Regions from separate parts of the Mus musculus genome. Here regions 1 and 2 are each linked to region 3. Evidence: chromatin contacts called from public Hi-C data. All regions are on one chromosome and are shown on one strand. Each heading gives the region's core, a stretch centred on a gene start, on an enhancer-like site or on the middle of the called end of the contact. The rest is flanking DNA. Distances are from core to core; before and after follow the strand shown. Region 1 has its middle 240 kb from the start of Gm36865. Region 2 has its middle 9.4 kb from the start of Gm36865. Region 3 overlaps Rgma (repulsive guidance molecule family member A).

What was found. Hi-C and Micro-C count contacts between places; a contact is called where the count stands out from the background.
Region 1: a Hi-C map of muscle stem cells shows a contact between it and region 3, with 4 times the contacts expected there. The contact joins two enhancer-like sites. A contact is called at or near these places in 4 of 484 Hi-C or Micro-C datasets (cerebral cortex, embryonic stem cells, forebrain and 1 more), 2 of 115 datasets of contacts at active chromatin or transcription factors (astrocytes and fibro-adipogenic progenitors) and 1 of 9 other capture datasets (embryonic stem cells).
Region 2: a Hi-C map of muscle stem cells shows a contact between it and region 3, with 4 times the contacts expected there. The contact joins two enhancer-like sites. A contact is called at or near these places in 3 of 484 Hi-C or Micro-C datasets (embryonic stem cells and muscle stem cells) and 1 of 9 other capture datasets (embryonic stem cells).

What each region holds. Positions count from the first base shown.
Region 1 is chr7:72,587,987-72,591,346 of GRCm38.p6, reverse strand. No RefSeq gene overlaps it. Among named protein-coding and RNA genes, the nearest start is that of Gm36865, 240 kb to the left of the region's middle. Within about 2 kb of position 1,741, at least 49 of the 459 cell types and tissues checked have an H3K27ac peak or open chromatin away from gene starts, as enhancers often do. A contact at or near this core is called in astrocytes and muscle stem cells, where this site is marked.
Region 2 is chr7:72,834,551-72,837,590 of GRCm38.p6, reverse strand. No RefSeq gene overlaps it. Among named protein-coding and RNA genes, the nearest start is that of Gm36865, 9.4 kb to the right of the region's middle. Within about 2 kb of position 1,375, at least 2 of the 459 cell types and tissues checked have an H3K27ac peak or open chromatin away from gene starts, as enhancers often do. A contact at or near this core is called in muscle stem cells, where this site is marked.
Region 3 is chr7:73,419,837-73,423,156 of GRCm38.p6, reverse strand. Rgma (repulsive guidance molecule family member A) reads right to left here. Exons shown (of 4, transcript NM_177740.5): 4 at 3,258-3,320. Among named protein-coding and RNA genes, the nearest start is that of A730056A06Rik, 46 kb to the right of the region's middle. Within about 2 kb of position 1,331, at least 44 of the 459 cell types and tissues checked have an H3K27ac peak or open chromatin away from gene starts, as enhancers often do. A contact at or near this core is called in astrocytes and muscle stem cells, where this site is marked.

The DNA of each region.
Region 1 (3,360 bases), core at 492-2,991, 830 kb after region 3:
GTGAGCTTAATCTGCGTTAGGCATGGTATGCTACAAGGAAAACAAGATGATGGAGATGAGAAAAAGGAGAGAATTTCCTGGCTGATACCTGCCTTGGGAGAGAAGTTTTAATGAGGTGGTTGCAATGTTTCTTGTAGTGTCCATCTCTGTACATGCCCGAGACACCTACAATAAAGACTTGTGTTATTTTTCTCAAAGTGTTCTTACATTGGATTCATTTATTTTGAATGCTGAGTTCTCAATCTGACCGTGTGTTTAGACAGGACTATTGGGATAGTATTCCAGAACATTTCAGCTAGGATTGGGAGCTAAGACACATTAGTCCATAGCTGCCTTTCTAGACTGGAGCAAGAGGAATTCATATCATCCATGACTGCCAGGCTGCTGTGAGCAAGCTCAATGAGTCAAATGAGTCATCTGCCCACTTACTTTCTACTCAGAGTAACAGGCGAAGTGTGACAGAAACTGAGATGTTAAATTTATAGTTTTAGAAACCAGGCATCCAAGGGACTGGATGTCTCAGCTGAGCTAAAGGTCCCGTGAATGAAAAAAGTTGGCAACCATAATCAATATTTTCTTTCTAATGAGAAGACTTTTGCTTTCTTTCCTGTCAAGATGTCCTCTTCTTGGAAAAAAAAAAGATAATTCCTAGTGACAGATTACACTTCTGAGTGTGAAGTGCCTCAGGCAAAGGGCACAGTTCCCTAAACGGATACATCAGATATGAAAGAGGCACAGGCAAGAGGCTGGGATGAAAAGGGGATGGTGGTGCTATCTTGGGATGAGTCACCACTGTCACACTGCAGGGGAGGAGAGGGTCCTTTATCTGAGGACCAGGAAGTATGACTGATACATATTCATCTGCATCCCTGAAAGAATGCTCACCACCCAAATCTTCTCAAAAATAGATCCTGACATTTAGGGCTTATGTCCTGTGAGATTTCTAGTTTGGATCAAACCAAACAGAGAGAAAGTTAATTACTGAGTTCTGAGGGTAGAAGAGGCTCCAGGGCAGCTGAGTGTTAATGGCTTTATTTATACACAATGGATGTACAAGGAACAACACATATTGAATGTACTCTGAGTTTGGATGTATTATTGAACATAGAAGACACTTCTCAAGGTTTTCTTGTGCCCTTTGTATTTCGTGTGCTTTGGATCTGCATGTGCTAAGAACCCTTAACAGGGCATCTACCTATTTAACAAAGGGTATGACTGTTGTTATTGTATATATACAGTCCACTTAGAGAACTATGTATACCACATTGTGATTATATAGTGAGCATTTTATTATTATTACTATAATTACATAATTATTATTATATTAATTATTATACAGGTAAATAAACTCAGGGGAAATTAAAAGATTAAAAAAGTGTTAAAAGATATTACACAATTATAATTTTAAAAATCTGCATTAAAGTGGACATACATAAAATAATGAAATGAGCTCTTAATATGACATGTATAAATAATAAACTACATTTCTTCATTGGATTAAAGTAACTTTTACAGTAGTCATTTCAGGAGATAGTTTATAAGATGTTTTTCATAAATGTTACTTTGGATTTTTATTCCATGCCTGCAGTACCTCTACATTCAGCCCAAACCATCTACACGATATAAAATGGCTTCCCATGTGAAGAGAAATGCATTTTGACTTGACTCACCTCAAGTCCAGCTGTGATGCTTCTGCCGTCTAGGACCCTTGCCATATTTGGGCATGATGAACTGCTAAGTCTGGCCTCAGACATGCCCAGCCAAAACTGCTGGACTTGGCCAGCGTAGGGCCTGGGAGTGGGCTTTGGTGCTGAGAATGCAGTGGCTGGTGATGTTGGGCAATCATGGAGTCATAGCAGCAGAGAAATCAGAATCCATATCCAAGCTCAACTCCTTGATTAGCTTCTATTTAAATAAAAATTTACTGAGTTTTTCAGCTGTCTTGGCAACATCAGATTCCAGCCTGGAGAGGAAGTATGTGAGTCAGAGGTGGGAAGAGGCAGCTGGCCTGGTACTGTTCCAATCGTCCTCCTCCTCTGAGGACCATGTCTCCTGGAGCTTTGTGCTGCATTTACAAATAGCCTGCAGGGAGCCTGAGCATTGTGTAGTTATACTCCATCAAAGCTGTCCTGGAGGCCATTTCTGAGTGTGTTTCAATGCATGATAGCCATCAGCATTAGCCCTGTCCTCTTGAGCATCATAAATGAGTGATCCTCAAGAAACCATCCCACGGAATGGAACAAAACAGGGCATTGAGAAACGAAAAGAAGGATGTGTCTCTACATGGATTCTAAGTCTGTGCCCCCTGCAGATAATCTCATAAGACCATTTAGACAAACAGGGAACGTTTGCTCCCATGCACCACTTTTAAAAGAAGCAACAGTTAAACCTAGGTCTGAATGACCATCCTGCTTCACAATCCAAAAGTGCCTTCATGTTCTCCCAGCTTCTTCATCTCCTTCCTTTTATGCTCTTTCCCTGTATTTTAGTGGCATAGAAGTAGTTAGAGGCATGAATCTGAGGTATAGACTCAGTTACTCAGTCTCTCTCCTCTACAGAGAAAAAAAATATGATGAATAATATATATTATATATTAGATATAATTTACATAATGTTGTATTGTTTATTATATATTATTTTATTTTGTTATATATTATATTATAATTATTATAATTATCCTTTAATTATAATTATCATGTATGATTATATGTGTATATATGCATGTATATGAAATGTTTATAATATAATATACAATAATACATATTATTATTTGTTATATAATATGATATAACATATTGTAATGGTAATGTATAATAACATATATATGATATATTAGTTCTTCCTTTATAATCAAAAAGTGTTTGTTTTAGAGGGTAGAATGAGCAGGGCTTAAACTTTTTTTTCTTTTCTTTTCTTGTTGCTGATTCCTGGAAAACAGGATGGAAAATATAATCATTTTGGTGGTGTGTCTGAGAAAGACCTTGAAAGAAAGCTCTCCAGATGGCAGTTCTCCATCATAAGATACAAAATGAGATGCCAAGGATGACCAATGGGTAGGTTGAAGAAGGCTCTGTCTCTGTAATAACAAAGATATCTTAGAGAAAGCAATCCAGAGTCTTACTCAGCCAGGCTCTACCTTAAGACTTGGAGTTGCCTGTTGGAAATCTTTACGTGTTGTAGTAGAGCTGAGAAGTGTGACTGGGGAAACCATGGTGTTGGGTAAACATGAACACACTACAGGCTGCTTTGTTGGGGCAGAATGCAAACTCAGTTTTGTCCTGTGTGAGCGATCTCTGAACTTCTCAGCCCCTTCTACTGTGTGAGAATACAGAGTCTTCAGGAGGCTTAATTAAGTACAAG
Region 2 (3,040 bases), core at 126-2,625, 590 kb after region 3:
GAATCGGTTCTTCTTTGTGTTTCCTGATATTCACCATTCTCTCCTACCCTGGACAAAGAGAGCTGTGTACATCACAGAGGTCAGGAAGCATACCTAGGCTTTCTCAGTCCCCAGGAAATTATCTCCTTTTCTGTACCCACTTCAGTGCAGCAGTCTGACTTCTCCCTGATGCAGGGGATGCTTCCCTCAAAGAAAATGCTCTGCATCTAAAATTCTTATCTGAAAACTGAAAAAGAGCCTTGACTTTGTTGGTTTTCTAGAAGAACAGTCTGGAGTTCTGTGCGGGATGCACCCCAGTGTCGGAGCCTAGAGGGGTAGGCTGGAGTTGTACAGGTTTTCTTGGGTTGTACCTTCCTGATGGTATACCTGCTCATCTCCAGGTGCTCTTTAAATCTTGGGTCATTCAAGAGGCTGCCAAAACAATTGTATTCATGATCACAACGATGGAAGGTTGGTACCTGGCATGTTTACAACCTCTTACCTTTGCATAAAGTGCACACAGCTTGCTGGGGTTTGCAGCTCAGAGATAGAGTTGTTTGTTCCTGTGAGTGAGCTGTTGGTTAATACCCTCCAAGAGATGGTTAGGGGAGAGACAAAATGAGATGTATCTATGTGGGAAAACACAGCTTGTCACTAGATCACCTTCAGCTATTAGTTATTTAGTTTCAAGAGTTATTCATCTAAATTCCTGTAATTAATACACCCACTTCAAACCCACCCACTTCTACTGGCTAGTGTGTTCAAGAAGGTAAAGTGTGTGCAGCTGGCTAGCTTCTCCCCCATTGCCATTGTCTGTATTGTCAGGAAAGAAAGACAACACACAGGAATGCTTATGAATAATTCAAGTCCTGGAGAGAAGGCCATTCCATGACCCAACACAAACCTTCGCATCAATCGGCATTGTTAAAATTAATCCTGCGAAAGCCAACCTCCTCCTTCAGATGTGAGAATATAAGGCCATTCTGATTTGCAAGCAAAGAGGTCCTCACATAAGAAAATCAATTTAAACCCAGAGTGACATTTCGGGTTTGATTCAGTCAGCATTGTCTGGCTTGCATTATTTAATAGGCTGCGTCTACAATGACCTCTGAAGAGTTAAAACTCACGAACAGGGGAGCTGAGTGCTATCTATTATAATTTTGACTTTAATGATTAGAAACACGGGATACATTCCTCTGGAATGTCAGCTCTGAGTGGTTTCCATTGCAGCTCATCTATTAGGAAGGAGCATGACCCCAAAGATTTTTCTGACCTCATTTGGGTCTTGTGACTCATTTGGTCAAGCGTTTCAAAACTGAAATTCAGGAGAAGCTCTAGAGAACATTCTGACTGGCCCTGGTGGAAAGCGACACCCTAGCTGGGCATGCCAGAGTAGTGCCCTTCATAGGCCACAAGCTAAAATGCCTCAGAGGCAGCACAAACTGTTTTATGCAGAAAGTCTTTCTAGATGAAAATGCTACGGATTGTGCAACAGAGAAAACATGCTTGACGAATGTCCTGCTTGCTCAAGGTGACTCTGACATCAATCTCACTGATACAAAAGTGAAGGATCTTGTGGTCATTGGGAAGATTCAAGATTCAAATATATTTTGGGGGATTCAACTTAATCTGTGCTATGTGAGGGGCTACATAAGTTTCTCCCCTAAGCTATACTTGATTGATTATATCACCTGTGCATCTATTTAAGACAGTACCATTTCACATGCCTCCAATTTTTAAAAATTTTTAATAGAAAATGAAATTCCTACATATGATACAAACTTGAGTTGGAACAGCTAAGAACAACTTAGGTCAGGGTTTGGCAGTCATAGGCCAGAGCCAGCCTGCTTTCTAGTTCCAGTAAATAAGGCTTTGTTGGAACATACCCTGACAGGGTCATTTTCAGATATTGTTGAAAGAATTAATTTTTAGTTTTCAGCACGTGTATCTGTGTTTATCTGTGTGTTTGTGCCTGAGTGTAATGCCTGCAGTGGCCAGAAGAGGGTGTTAGCTCTTTATGAACTGTAGTTATGTGTGGTTGTGAGCCCTCTAGCATGGGTTCTGGGAAATGAAGTGTGGTCCTCTACAAGAGCAGTGTAAGTTCTTAACTAATGAGACAAAGGTCCAGACCCTCATCAGTTCCTGTTGCTATTTGCAGAACACAGTAGTGGGATTAAGTGGCTATAACCAAGATCTGTCTCCATTCCTGAAAGGCTAGGAATATTTACTCATTTTCTTTTTGTGTACAATTCCTTTCTTGAGGAAGCCTAGAGTGCACAGTGTAAGTGGCAGGGTTTATAGAAACCTGCTGAAAGCACAGGATGCTTAGGACTGAACTATTGGAGCACTAGCTTGGAAAGCTGATGAGATTGTTGGGGAAAATGCAAATACCCATTCCTTGTACTCTGGCAAAGGAAAGAGTCAGAGCTGGAGTTTGATGACATTACTCCTAGAAACTTGTCCAAGTTCAAGAGATGGACGCACTGAGATAACAACAATTCTTCAGATAGCCACGTGGTCTCACTATGGCTAGTCTAGTGTTTAGGCTTTAAAAATAATAAAGCCAGCTAGTAATTATTGTCTTCTGTTTGTGTGCCAAAAGGCAAGATCAGGCAACTGTTCTCTGAAGATCAATTGTCTTCACATTTTACACTTAGTTTGCTGGACGTGAGAAACGGGCAGCAGGCTGGATTTGGCATGTGGAACATAGCTTGCCAATGTCTGGATCAGATGAAAGTCATGTTAGGCTTCTTGTTCTGTTGTTTAGCTTCTGTGTTCCATAGCCCTCCAAGTTGCCAAGTGCTAACTTGGTCTAATCTACTGGGAGACTTAGGAGGAACTGGCAGCATTGACTTTCCAGTAAAGAAAAGATAAAATGGTTTTCCACAGTACCCACAGTGGAGTATCAACCATCCAGCCCAGGGCTGGGCACAGATATGCACTTAGCATGTAACTGAAAGAATGATATCATGAGGCTGCCCTGACTTGTGATATCATACTTTCAGGACACCTGGACAGACAGCTGGTTCCCTCTGCAATGCTTCTACCCATGTATCTCTGA
Region 3 (3,320 bases), core at 82-2,581:
TAGCTTTTTACACCTGTGTCCACTTTAATGAAACATTCCTTCACGTGTTTGTCCTAACAAAACACCCTCCAACTGTCTTTCCAAAGAGTCTTCATGTTTCACTTCATTGACCAAAAGCAACTTGGGGAATAAAAGGGTTTGTTTCATTTTAGCCCTTCCAAACATGCAGAGAAGTCAGGGCGGGAATTTGAGGCAGGAACTGAAGCAGAAGCCACAGGAATGGTGCCTACTGGCTTGCCCTCCGTGGCACACTCAGCCCTGGTGGTCCCTTCCACCCACCGTTGCCTTGGCCCTCCTACATCATCATTAATCAAGAAAATGCCCCTACAGACTTGCCTATAAGCTAATCTGATGGAGGCGTTTTCTTAATTAAGGTTTCCTCTTCCCAGGTGACTCAGGCTGACAGAAAACTCACTAGCATGCCTCCCTAGGTGGGACCATCTCTGTATCTGACATAGCATCCCAGAGTAAGTGTAATTCTAGAACTGTCCTGCAGAGGGCAGCAGGCGCACACAGACTCCAGCCTAACCGCAGATAACCCACATGCTGCCCGGTTCTTCCAATGTTTAGATCTCTCTCTTTTTTTTTTTTTTTTTTTTTTTTTTTTTTTTTTTTGCCACCAGAGTCCAGAGGATTGGAGCCATCCTGTTCCTGAAGGAGGAATGAGAGGGGACTGAGAGCAGCTATATGCTTCCCTACCTTCTTCAGCCACTGCTCAGGGTTCTCAGGTCTATGGCAGCGAGAGGGATCAAGGTCTTATGAGCTCTGGGCTGGGCTGCTCCAGGTCGTCACACACACACACACACACACCCCCGCATACTCTGCTCTTTGTAGAATGCTTTCTCCACCTTCTGACATGCCTTGCTCCAGAAACTCGTGTGGTGAGTTAGTCACACATGCCTTTTACCCCTCCAAAGAGGAGCATCCCTTTTCTTCCTTCCTTAGGCGGCCACTCAGAATGTACCTGCTTCTCTTCCTGGAGTCTGCTGCCATGTGGGTCGTTAGATTATGTAAGTATCAACTATTGGTTTATCTCCCCAGCAAGAATACAGGATTTGTCCCGAGACAAATGGATTCATCAATGACTAAGTTCCTGGGTACCACTGCCACCGGGACCTCTTTCGGTGGGTTCTCTTGTTGATGTTGGGCATCTGTGCCAGGAATTAGCTCATTAGATTTCCACAGGACCCTGGGAGGTGGCTACGTGTAATTCCATTTTACAGATCAGGAATCTAAGGCTCAAGAAAAAAAAAATCCAAGGGAGACCACACAGCTAGCAACAGGCAGAGCCCAGCTCCGATGCCAAGTCAGCCTGCTGCCCAAGCTCACATGCCCAGCCGCTGCTCTGAGCCATGCTTGGGCCTGAGAGACAGGCTCCAGTGCTGCCTGGCTCTCCTGGACCTCTGCCAGTCTTCAGATAAGTTTTCCCTCCAAATTTACCCGGGCAGTTATCAGATTTCGCTGATCAGTCCTTTCTGGTTTTTACCCTTACAAACTCTGGCTTGTGATATGAGAAGCCTAAGAGTTCTTTTCCTTGTTTTTGCTCTGGTGGGGGTGGGGGGAGCACAACCCAGGAGCCTAAGGTCTCTCACACCATAGGCAAGGGCCCTAACATTGAGCTACATACTCATAGGCAGTTGGGGATGGAGTGGGAGAGAGAGAGTAGCTCACAGGCTATGCGAAAGCTCTTCGGTTGCCAGGCTGACTGGCCTCGGCCCAGGTCTGCACCAGAGCAACTGTCATGCACAAGGAAGATGGGAGCACTCAGACTTAACTCAGAGCAACTGTCATGCACAAGGAAGACGGGAGCACTCAGACTTAACTCAGACCAACTGTCATGCACAAGGAAGATGGGAGCACTCAGACTTAACTCAGACCAACTGTCATGCACAAGGAAGATGGGAGCACTCAGACTTAACTCAGAGCAACTGTCATGCACAAGGAAGACTGGAGCACTCAGACTTAAGGTGCTGGCCCCGGACATTTGAGATGCAAATTCCCCTGTTCTGGAGGGCAGTGAGCGGTGTGGTATTTAGGAAAGAATTCTTGTGGGTTAAATTTAGGAGCCTGAAAAAAATTCCAAGCCCCACATATTTTTTTGGCAAGTGTCACATGGCACTTTCATCTGATGGAGAGTGAAGGACTTTTTGCCTGGGCCTGGCTTTTCCACAGTCTGTCCAGCGTGTGGCTCGGGCCAATGGCCCCGCCATTGCTATGCTGTTCCCCTGGGATTGTTTTCTTTAACAATCCCACTGACCACTGGGGGGGCCAGGCCTTTGGTGACTGACAATGCAGGAGAGTGGGTGCATTTAGCTCTTTCCTCCTAGATCAACCCTTCAGGGTCTTTGTTTAAGAGCCTGTGGTTTTGCTTGTTTCTTTGTTTCAAGCAAGGCTCTTGAACATTCTCTCTCTCCTCACATCTGGTGCTGAGGTTGTGTGTCCGGTGGGCATAAATGCTCTCTGGATTTCTCCTCTTACTGGCCTTTCGTCTCCTCCCCAGTCTTGCGGGTTCCTCTCCTCTGGGGAGCAGATGAAGACATTGCTGGGAGCTGTTGGGAGCCTCAGAGGGTTAAGTGACTTGACCAAGCTTACTTATCTGGGACTTAAACTTGACTTGAACAGAGTATCACAAGCAAAATTGACCTAGGTGTATGCCTTGGCTCTGCCCTTGACAGGGAGGGCATGGTACAGGGGGGCACATCTCACACAGATCTTCAATCTGTTAAATGGTTTGGGTCCCGTGACACTGAATCACGGCGACAACATGTGCCCGTAGTCAGCAGGGAGCCTGGCTTTGCACACGTCTGGACAGTGGTGCTATCAGAGCACATCACTGGGCCCCTAGGCTGGGTGCTAAGGGATGTTGAAGGGGTCGAGTTGTGGCTGGGGCTTCTCGGTCATGCTGGCTTGGATGAAGCCATTATGGACCGCAGACCCTCCTCCATTCCAGACTCTGTTCTAGACAACAGCTCTCAGCCTTTCATCGTATAACATCGGTCTGCCCTGACGTGCCCAGAGCAAGGGGAAACGGACCAACCAAGTCCTTCTAACGGCTCAGGCATAGGAAGGAAGAGAGGTAATCTCAGTCCCCGAAGGCCATGGTGGTTAAACAGCTGCATCTCACAGCTCACACAACTTGGGCCCACACAGCCCCGTCTTGACACACTTTGTAGTGGGGACACATCCACCCACCCACCTCACCTCTCCACCCCGCAAGGACCAAAGTCTGTTTCGAAAATAAACTCCAACAGCTCATCTAAAAGAAAAATAACAAAACAAAACCAACTTTACTTGCATTTAGCCGTTAATAAATAATTTAC